Regions from separate parts of the Gasterosteus aculeatus genome. Here region 1 is linked to region 2. The links are chromatin contacts, called in public Hi-C maps. All regions are on one chromosome and are shown on one strand. Each heading gives the region's core, a stretch centred on a gene start, on an enhancer-like site or on the middle of the called end of the contact. The rest is flanking DNA. Distances are from core to core; before and after follow the strand shown.

Region 1 (5,085 bases), core at 1,440-3,939, 71 kb before region 2:
ATGGTGACCGGCTGATTGACAAGAACGTAGATTTGCAATCGGTGCCTTCATTTTGATCAGTGTGCGTGGTTTTAAATTTTGTTGTTGTTGGGCGTTTGCATCCATCTGGATAAAATGAGCAAAAAGTTCTCCTCAGAGCTGCGTTGTATTCTGCAGTCCTCTCTCTATTGCTATAAGTTAGGGATAACAAACATAAAGATTTTAGTTTCAACACGCACACAGCTCAGCTTTGGGAGCAGAGTCAAACTCAACAAACACATAGTGTGGATGAACTGATCTGATGAACAAAGCTATTGTCCGACTGAAGTGTGGCTCTCGCCCATGTCGCTTTCTGTTTTTGTTTTACTGGGATTACCAGGTAGCCTCTTCAACACTTTAAAACATATTCAATTCAAACTCCGATTGGTGAGAAGGCGTTTCAGGAGGAAAACACATTTTTGGGGACATTATTTATATCATATTGCTAAGCTAGAAAGACATAAATTGCTAATATGTTCCCACAATGTGCAGAGAACCTTTATTCAAACATGGAAAATGTCCTCATGTGTTGAGTTTCTCAACACCAGGACCTAAAACTGTCAACGCGTTTGCAATGTATACAGTCGGATCACAGAGACGGAACATCTGTGTACTTTGGGGGGGGGTTTCCTCACCAGTCCGTGTGCACTGCCACATTGCTCACGGCGCAGTAGCCTGGTTCCTGGTCATCACCACACAGGTCCACCGTCAGGGAGGCAGCCTACGTGGCAACACACACACACACACACACACACACACACACAAACGTTAGTTGTTGGCCTGCTGGTACGTCATCTTTTGGAAGCGACTCCTGAGGGGATGACGTGGTTGGTTGTAGTCGCTCCGTCGCTCTTTCTTTATAATCACTTGCACGTGTTAGTGAGTGTGTCACTGGTGGCGGTTTCGATGCAAACACCGTCACCAGAAACGATTCGCTCAGCTTAAGCCAAAGCGGCGTTACGGTAGAGTTGCCTCAACGCGGCCGACGTTATTTAGCCAGTGGGACACACAGAGACTCGCATAGAACGTCTTGATTATCTGTTAATTTTTTTTTATATTAATGTAATTCAATTATTATCACTGGAACCAAAGTCCGACTTAATAGCATCTCATGCTCAGCAGCGTCACTTTCCCTCCACGGTTACACTTCAACCCTCTGAGAGTCACTTCCAGCGCCACAGTCATTCCTCCCACAGTATTTTGGTCCTTAATATGAGTTTTGTCCACCAAATGGCATGCAGGCCAATTACTTTTCATCAACTCACCCCGCTGTTTGACAGACAAGCGGCACAAGAGAAGCCGTACATTACAGTGAAACATTTCCTATTTCCCGTTAATGGTACTAAAGCTTTCGTCCAGATGTGGCTTACTCTCCCTCTCTCTCTCTCTCTCTCTCTCTCTCTCTGTGTGTGTCTCTCTGTCTCGGTGCTCTGAGAGCAAACCGCCTTACCAGGAAGAAACTAAATGGGCTGGTAAAAAAAACCTGTACGGAAAAGTGTGTGAATGTGTTGAAAAACCGGGGCAATCACGCTCCACCTCTCCTGGATCTCAAGTAAACACGGACCACACCGGCCTCCGGATCTCCGACCCAATTCCCTCACACACTCTCTAACTCCCAGAACCCCGCAGTCCGCCACATGGACACTGACGGGGAAGAAAAACACAACAACAACAACGAGGCGAAGGACACAACACATTTGTGACTCTCTGAAGTCCAAAGAACTTTGAAGCAACATGAACATTTAATAAGCTCTTTCGCTGTGATCAAAGGCGCTGCGGCCTCACGCCGGGGTTGAGAATGTACTGAATGTGTTCTTCCATAAATGAAAACCAATGTAACACAAAGATTTTTTTTGAGGGCTTGGCTACCATCGGCGCAAACGCGAAAGAAGCGCGTCTGGAGATCATTTGTTTCCCGCCGTGACCGATTTACTGGAGGCAGCGTTGCTCTCTGTTGTGGTGCAGACACGGAAAAAACAGCTTTTCTGCTTGTTTCAAGTGTAATTAATTCATCTAACCCAAATCTTCACGATCAGCTGCTGGTGCTAATCAGCTACAGCGAGCCCTAATTTGCAAAAAAAAAAACCTTTCAAAGAATTCTTCTTAAAGTCCCCGATTTGAGAAAGAAAACTAGCTGAGCTCTCTGATTAGATGATCTCGGCTGAGGTCACATGATCACACAAATGATGTGACGCCATGTGCGAAGTCAATGTGGTGTTTTTTTAGCTTGTTGCACCCGTCCTGATTGCTTGACCGGCAATGATTAAATCAATCGACCTGTTTCCCAACTGAAAACTCTGAAAACGTATCAGTCTACAGATTCAACACATTGCTAATTAGATAAATTGGCAAACCGCACTTCTGTTCTGACCCGAACGTGAGCTCCTGAGTTGTGAAACTTTCTGTCATTCACTGTGTTTGACAATTAAACAGCTTTGGATGGAAGACTGTAATCAGTGTGGTGGAACCGGTGTGCTCCCTCTGATTACTCGCGGCTCTCGGGGGCGAAGCGGCGCGTGACCGTGTCCGCGGTTTCTGTCTGCTTCTGTCGACATCGGCTCGGAATCCCCGAAGGCGGAAGAGAAACCGACCGCGGACTCGACCGCCGCAGTGACCCGCAGCACCTTCTGCAAGCACGCCGATCGGGTTCACTCCTCCGTCACGCGGGGCGCCTCCGCGCTGGGCGCATGGCGCGGACCCAATCACAGGTCTCCACGTGTTGCTGGATGCCCCCCCCCCCCCCCCACCGCCACCGATTTAACGACTCTACCAGCTTCCTAAGAAACTCCGGGCGCACGGAGGGAAGTGACAGATTTGAAGTCCAGCGGGAGAGCTACATTATGGAAGCTCTGACAGGGCCGGAGGGATTCTCCCCCCCCCCCCCTCTTTCCTTTGCCACTGCGTTGCTGGCAAGGAGAAGCCGCCGCTTCAGAGCACAGGAGACAGAGTTTCAACCTTGGGGGGCCATTTTGGATCCTCCTACTGTAAATCACAGCGAGCGATAAAGTGTAATTACAAACCTTGAAAACCATAAGCTGAGCCACCTGTGGTTAGGAGGACGTTGGGAGGGGGGAGGGGGGGGGTAATTATCATCACTACCACGTCCGTACCACTAAGCTTTTCTCTACATAACCCATAAGTTAACTATTAATCCACAAAACAGTTAAAGAATGCATGAGGAAAAAACGTCTGACGTTCTTACCATCCCGGCTCTCCTGGCGATGACTGTGTGGAACTGCCCGTCGGACACTTTTATCATGGTCATCAGTTTGTAAGTTCCACTCCCCAGGTTGAAGGAGAAGCGCATCCGTCCCTCAAAGATCTCCAGAGCCAGGAACTCGGCCTTGTCTCCGGTCTGGTTGTCGTGGTTGTACATGAGCAGCGCGTTGCTCTTCAGGGTAGCGAACTTGATATAGATGTAGTTGTTGTTGGGATCCAGAGACGGAAACTCCATGTAGGAGAGCTCCTCAAAGCCGTAGCTGTTAAGTTCACAGTGTTTGCCAAAAACCCCTGAGGACAGAAACAAACCCAAAGAGGAATCAGAGAGGAAGCCAATGAATCATTCACACTGGTGCGGCGATAAAAATATCTACAGATAAAACAGAATCTTTATCAAGTGATATCATTTAGTTAGAACAAACAGATTAAAAGCTGTCAGGTCACACTTTTAGCTTTTTCGAATTAATTTTTGATGCAAATCATGGCAAATGGAGAGACGAGATGAAAAGTGTCCACATCCAGCATAACTTTATTTTCTTCTACTCTACAGCGGCTCGCCTACGCCCTGAAAAGGTTCCCTACTATTACTTACCAAATGGACAATGACAGTAATATCCATCCACCCGATTCTGACAGGACCCGCCATTAAAACAAGGGTTACACTCACAGTGATTGATGATGGAATCGCACGTTTTGCCTGGGTTCACAGAACAACACAAATTAAAATGGATGAGGTGGGAGACAACACAGGGAAACCCCGAGGGGAACACAGTTCACTTCCCCCCACAGGCCGAGGCCTGCAGGCCTTTAACACAACACACTGCAAACAAAGAAAAAACCTGGGTCCAACAAATCATTCAAAGTTTCAGCGTCTGTTTGAAACGATCGTGAAATATATAATATGAAGATGTGATGTCATCTGTTTTGCTGCAGTTTTGACTTATTCTAAAAAAATGTTTTGACACAAGTGACGGTGCTGTGGAATAGAAACGGCTCGTCCAAGATGAAAGAATTTGATCCAAAACATCTTGAAACCTTCATGACCTCACTCCACTGGCAGAAATGTTTCTCACTAAGAATAATCACATTTTCAAAACTCGCTGAAAGATAAATAAAGACAAATAAAGTTTGGATAAGGCTGTTGCTTTTGGTTTGCAGAAAGACAAGCGTTGCAATGCACATCGTGACGTCGTGACAAAGAATGTGAAAATGACGATACAGATAATGGACAATAAATGATCCAGGCATGGCACAAAACAAAAAAACTGACAATGAACCTCTGCAGATAGTTTTCAGGTTGTAAATCCACACACAAGTTGCTTAACGGAGATTGATTCTGCTGCCAAAAAGCAGTCTGGGAAGACAGGAAGTTGAGAGTTCACTGTGAGACCATGAAAACTACTGTAAGTCAATAGGTGCACTTCTTCAGCAGGGTAATTTATCTCGATAAGACCTAGAAGATTTGTGGTAATTTTCTATCGTCCTAATAAAAAGGGACAGTAATTACTTGACTTGAGGCAAATCGTCTGCCACGGCTGCTTTGAAAATGTCTTTCAGATGCTGAAGTTAGCAGGATTGAAATGACTGTAAATACGCTCCCATTTGGTTAAGGGTAATAAAGCAGTGCATTTATTACAATAGAAACATGAAAGTCCTGATTGGATCTTTCATAAAGCTGTTCCATTTGTCATAAAACTCAAATGAGAAAGCCTCGTTGTGTGTCCAGTTGGATTAAAACGCTATCTGTGTGTGGTCATAGCTGCATGCACATGAAGGCCGCAGTGAAACGCGATACTGGTGAGCTGTGTACGGAGTCTACGCTCATCCTGACAGGGGTCAGCTTCAAAT
Region 2 (5,046 bases), core at 1,786-4,285:
CCTTCACCGTGACGTTCGCCAGGGCCTCGCCCGTGATCTCCCCAGCCCTCGCTACAACCTTCAGCTGATAGAAGTCCCGCTCCTCCCTGTCTATCTGGCTCGACGCTGTGATCTGACCCGCGCCGTTCACGGAAAAAAGCCCCCTGTGGTCCCCCGAGGTGATGAGATATGAAATGTTTGTGTTCAGATCCACGGTGGTGGCCGACACGGTGCCTATGACTGTCCCAAGGCCCACGTTTTCAAACATGACAAAGCTGTAGACCTCCTGGCTGAAGACCGGGGGGTTATCCTGCGTGTCGATGACGGTCACAGTCACTATGGCCTGCGTGTGTGAGCGCAGGCCGCCACCATCTGCAGCTGTAACCTGCAGCTGGTAGGCGGTCTTCTCCTCTCTATCCAGGGGCACAAGTGTGGTAATTTTCCCTGTGTTACTATTAATGCGAAATTTGGAAGAATCCCCAGCTGTAATCATATATTTGAGCGTGCCGTTTCGACCCAAATCGGGGTCTGTTGCTGAGGCGGTGGTTACATAAGAGCCCGAGGGCTCGTTCTCCTTCACGTTGGCAAAATACTGCAGCGGGTAGAAAACCGGCCTATTGTCGTTGATATCCCTCAGGGTGATGTTGACTTTCCCTACAGAGTGCAAAGCGGGGCTGCCTGCGTCCGCTGCCTGGACGTGGAGTAAGTAGGAGGCCCGCTCCTCCCGGTCAAGCTCCGCGGCCGTGCTCAGTCGCCCCGAAAGCGCGTCCAGGCGGAACAGCTGCTGGACAGCGGCCGGAGTCTCCCCGTCGAACGCGAAGCGGACGGTTCCATTGGCCCCGTCGTCGTCGTCCGAGGCCTCCAGCACCAGCAGCTCGGTGCCGGCGGCGGCGTGCTCCGCCAGCGAGACGTGGTACGTGCCCTGTGCGAACGTGGGCACCTGGTCGTTCACGTCGGTGACGTTTACCACCAGTTTGGTGTAGGAGATCTTGGGCTGCAGCCCCTGGTCTTTGGCGCTGATGTTGAGCACAATTTCAGACGCTATCTCCCGGTCCAGCAAAGCGGCGCTGGTCACCAGACCGCTGTTCTCGCTGATGGAGAACCAGCCCAAAGCGTTTCCAGACACCAGGGAGTAGCGCAGGTTGGCGTTCTGCCCGGAGTCGCCGTCCGTCGCAGAAACGCCTTTGACGTAGCTGCCTTTCGGTACGTCCTCGCTGATGTCCACCCTGTACAGGGTTTGCTGGAATATGGGCGGGTGGTCGTTGATGTCGTTCACAAAAATAACCAGACTGGCGAAGGAGGACCTGGCGACGGGGGCGCCGTTGTCCGACACCGACACGGTCAGGTTGTAGGAGGAAATCCGCTCCCTGTCCAGCACACTGGCCACTTTGATGAGACTCAAATTGGGCACGGGGGAAGTGTGCACTTCAAAGTGCCTCTGCTCGTTGCCGCCTAGGATTGAAACGGATATGTTGCCGTTGGCAGTGGGGGAGTCTGAATCCGAGACAGTGAGCAGAGCCACCACGGTGCCAATCTGTGCGTTTTCATCCACCGAGGCAAACTTGGAGGTGGTGGGGAAATACCTGAACTTCACCACCGGGTCGTTGTCGTTCACGTCTAAAAGTTTGATGGTGGCTTCTGTCCTCCCCGACAGGGACGGCACCCCGTTGTCCACGGCATGGATGGTCAGGGAATACTCTCGCTTACTCTCATAATCCAAACCCTCTTTCATAATGATGGTCCCGGCTTTGGGGTCGATTTGGAAAGGTGTTCCCTCGTCTAAAAAATACCTGACCTCCGAATTAGCTCCCTCATCCCGATCCGACGCCGTGATCTGCAGAATGCTGGAGCCCACGGCTGCGTCCTCAAAGACGCTGTTCTGATATTGTTCTTGGTCAAAAACGGGAGGGTTGTCATTTATGTCCTGAATAGTGACGTTCACCTGCATGTAGCCAAACTTTTTGGGTTCCCCTTTGTCCTCCACCTCCACCAGCAGCTGGTAGAAGGGAGTGACTTCCCTGTCCAGGCCTCCGGTGGAGACGAGGTGCAAGAATGCCCCCTCTCCGCTGGGATTGACCGTGATATCCAGGCGGAACCTCCTCTGCTCGTTGCCTTTCACGATCCTGTACGTGGTGTGATCCACTCCGTTGCTGCCGATGTCGGAGTCCGTGGCCGTGTCCAGGATCACCTGCCGCCCGCTGCTGGCGTCCTCCTTGAAGGACACGACGATGGACGCGTCCGGGAACACCGGGGAGTTGTCGTTGATATCCAAAACCACTATGCGCACCTCGGTGGGGTACGTGGGCTGGCTGGACAGCACCACCACGTTGATGACATCGCTCTGCAGGAGCTCCCTGTCAATCACCGAGGAGGTGTAGATCACGCCGGTGGTGGCGTTGATTGCAAAAAGTTTGTGGCTCTCGCTGAAGCGGTACGAGAAGCTGGGCTTGGTCTCTATGGTGCCCACGTAGGTGCCGACGGGCTGCTCCTCCGGGACCTGGAACTCTTGACGGACCTGGCTGGACGCGGAGTGCCGCGACAGGGTCCACAGCGCCAGCAGAACGAAGTGAAAGCGGCCCAAGCCCCTACCTGTGCGCGCCATGGTCAAGTCAGACAGAGTCCATGCCGGAGACGCATCCACTGCACCCACCAAAGCGCCGCATTAGTTAGTCAGTGAGCGGCTCGTCATTCACTGTCCCAAAGTACTCCACGAGTTCTCTTCTGCTCCTCCTGATGCCGCGCAACGAGCAGAAATCCTCCTTGAAGGGAGACGGGGATCCCTGCAGCTGGAAACTTTTAATTCAACTCCACACCAAAAAAAAAAAAAAAAAGAGGCAGGAAACTGGTAATACTTTGAAAGGTGAAACAAAACGGCCTCGCTCGTGCAAGGTACGCGAAACAATAATACTAATATTTAAAAACAATAAAAAAGTTTATCCGAAGTTGGCGAGCGGGTGCGCGGCGCGCAGAGCGTCCCGTGGAATAACGGTGCCTCGGTCATATTGCGCTCAGGAGTCCCTGTAAGTTCGGACAAAGCTGGAGAGCCACAAACTCCCTCCCATCGCCGATCCCATTGGATGGCTGCGCTCCTGCCCGCCCTCCCGCCGCCTCCCCCTCCATTGTGTCTAGCGGCCCCGCTTGCAGGAGAAGATGTCAATCAAGTGATACAGGTAACGATGCGCAGAGCGCGTTTAATTACTTCACTAGTTTCAAAGTTGCTTTGAAATCGAATTTGATGAGCAATACGTCATGTTTGGATTGTTACCTGTCGTACTATATTAAAACCATTCAAGTGCGATCGTGTATATCGCAATACTTTTCTGTATAGGAACGATCGTATACATTAAAATGATTTGCATCGTAGTTCAAACACAATTTTTAGCTTTCTGTGTCCAATCAATGTCTTTTATTCAGTTATTGGGGATTCAAATGATATCGAAATATGTATTTCTTAATTAAGGAACGGGTCTAATAAGGGTTTTCAGTCGTTTTCTGACTTCATAATAGCCGTCGAGGTATTTGCATAGAATTGAAGTTGCAGGAAAGTTCCTTTTGTGGGTAAGTAGCTCCACCTAGTGGCCAAACGATGGTACTTCCACCCAAAGTAGAACAGCAGGAGGCAGGAAAGTATTAAATATGATCTGTGTTCAGTAGTTTTTTCTTTGTCTTCAGTTACGTATCTACTATATGAACATGTTAAAACACAAAGTTATTTTAAAAATAAAAGCCATGACTACCACATGATTGGTTGACTTTGGGAATTTAAAAAGACAAAAATTAAGAATAAAAGCAAAAAAGACAAATTGCTGAAAAATGTGAAATATTCAGCAAAACAGAGAAAATGACTCGAAAAACATAAAAGCCTCCATGATGAGGGAAATTTAAAAAACACCAGAACAGACAACATTGTGAAAAAACACAGAAGAATCAACAAAACAGACACTTGAGCAGCAGACCAAATGAGAAAAAAGACAAAACACATTAAAAAAAGGAGACAAAATGATGGAAAATTCACCAAAACATTCAAAAATTTCACAGAACTTCTGTTTCATAAATATTTGACTCTGTCTTCACATTCTTCCGTGTTTAGGACTTCAGCAGTGTTCACATTACAGTTTAAGGGAGTAACATTAGAAATACATTTAGTAGAAATAAGGCAGATAATACTACTACTGTAGTACTACTTTGCTGCAGGTCTGCATTAGTTGACTGCTAGCATATTAACTGCACAACCTTCACTGGTGAAGAAATCCTTGTCAATTCAAGGCATTAATCATTTCCCCAAAACATGTTTCATTAAATAGTCCCAGGTCACATGAGTTCATCGACAAGAAGGAGGAGCGGTTTGAATCCCACACGTAGAAGATCTGGGAAGTGACGTCCCTTCGTCCGTCCTTACGTCTCTACGCGGAGGATAATTACAACCCTCGTTTAAAGGAACGTAAATGTTTACTCATGCTTTTGTATTTGACAAGTTGTGGCTTTTGTAATCAGGCCGCCTGGACGTTCAGTAGGCCGTGAATCAGCAGCGTAATAGAATCACAGAGTGGACTGGACACACGTTCAACGTTTTGGCTCTCCAGGTTGTTTTCAAGCTTAGTTATTGATCACATTCATGGTCGTCAGAGGAAGACTCCCTGCTGTGCGTGTGTGGAACTCTCCCCTCGACAAACAGTCAATACTTTTCAAACGCACTGACAATAGAACATGCACATGCTGGACGATGTGGCAGAAGCTCAACGGACCTGTGCTGGTGGAAGAGGGGATCCTCAGGTGAGGAGAACGAGGCGGTTACATGGTGGAGGAGAGAAGATCTGGCCAATGGATGGAGAGGAGGATGGAAAACACACAGTAGAGGAGGATGTTGTGGGGGATATTATTAAGCCTTCATTAGTTACATCTGGCTCTTTTATTCTGGCTCTATAAGTGCATTTTGAAACTGCAATATTTCATCATTTTTTTCCCCTATACATTAACTCATGAGCCGTTGTTTTTGGGGGTTTAGTAACTTGCTCAAAAACACTTGTACACGTGTACCGGACAGGACAAACCAATAAATGTCGACAT

What was found. Hi-C and Micro-C count contacts between places; a contact is called where the count stands out from the background.
Region 1: a contact with region 2 is called in a Hi-C map of skeletal muscle, with 5 times the contacts expected there. The contact joins the enhancer-like site here to the promoter of fat4 in region 2. A contact is called at or near these places in 2 of 6 Hi-C or Micro-C datasets (both in skeletal muscle).

Annotation. Positions count from the first base shown.
Region 1 is chr4:3,719,270-3,724,354 of fGasAcu3.hap1.1, reverse strand. It overlaps fat4 (FAT atypical cadherin 4), which reads right to left. Exons shown (of 17, transcript XM_078101947.1): 10 at 3,830-3,934; 11 at 3,221-3,528; 12 at 654-739. Among protein-coding and RNA genes, the nearest start is that of fat4, 71 kb to the right of the region's middle. Within about 2 kb of position 2,689, at least 1 of the 9 cell types and tissues checked has open chromatin away from gene starts, as enhancers often do.
Region 2 is chr4:3,648,682-3,653,727 of fGasAcu3.hap1.1, reverse strand. fat4 (FAT atypical cadherin 4) reads right to left here and starts at 3,035. Exons shown (of 17, transcript XM_078101947.1): 1 at 1-3,035. The coding sequence starts at 2,581.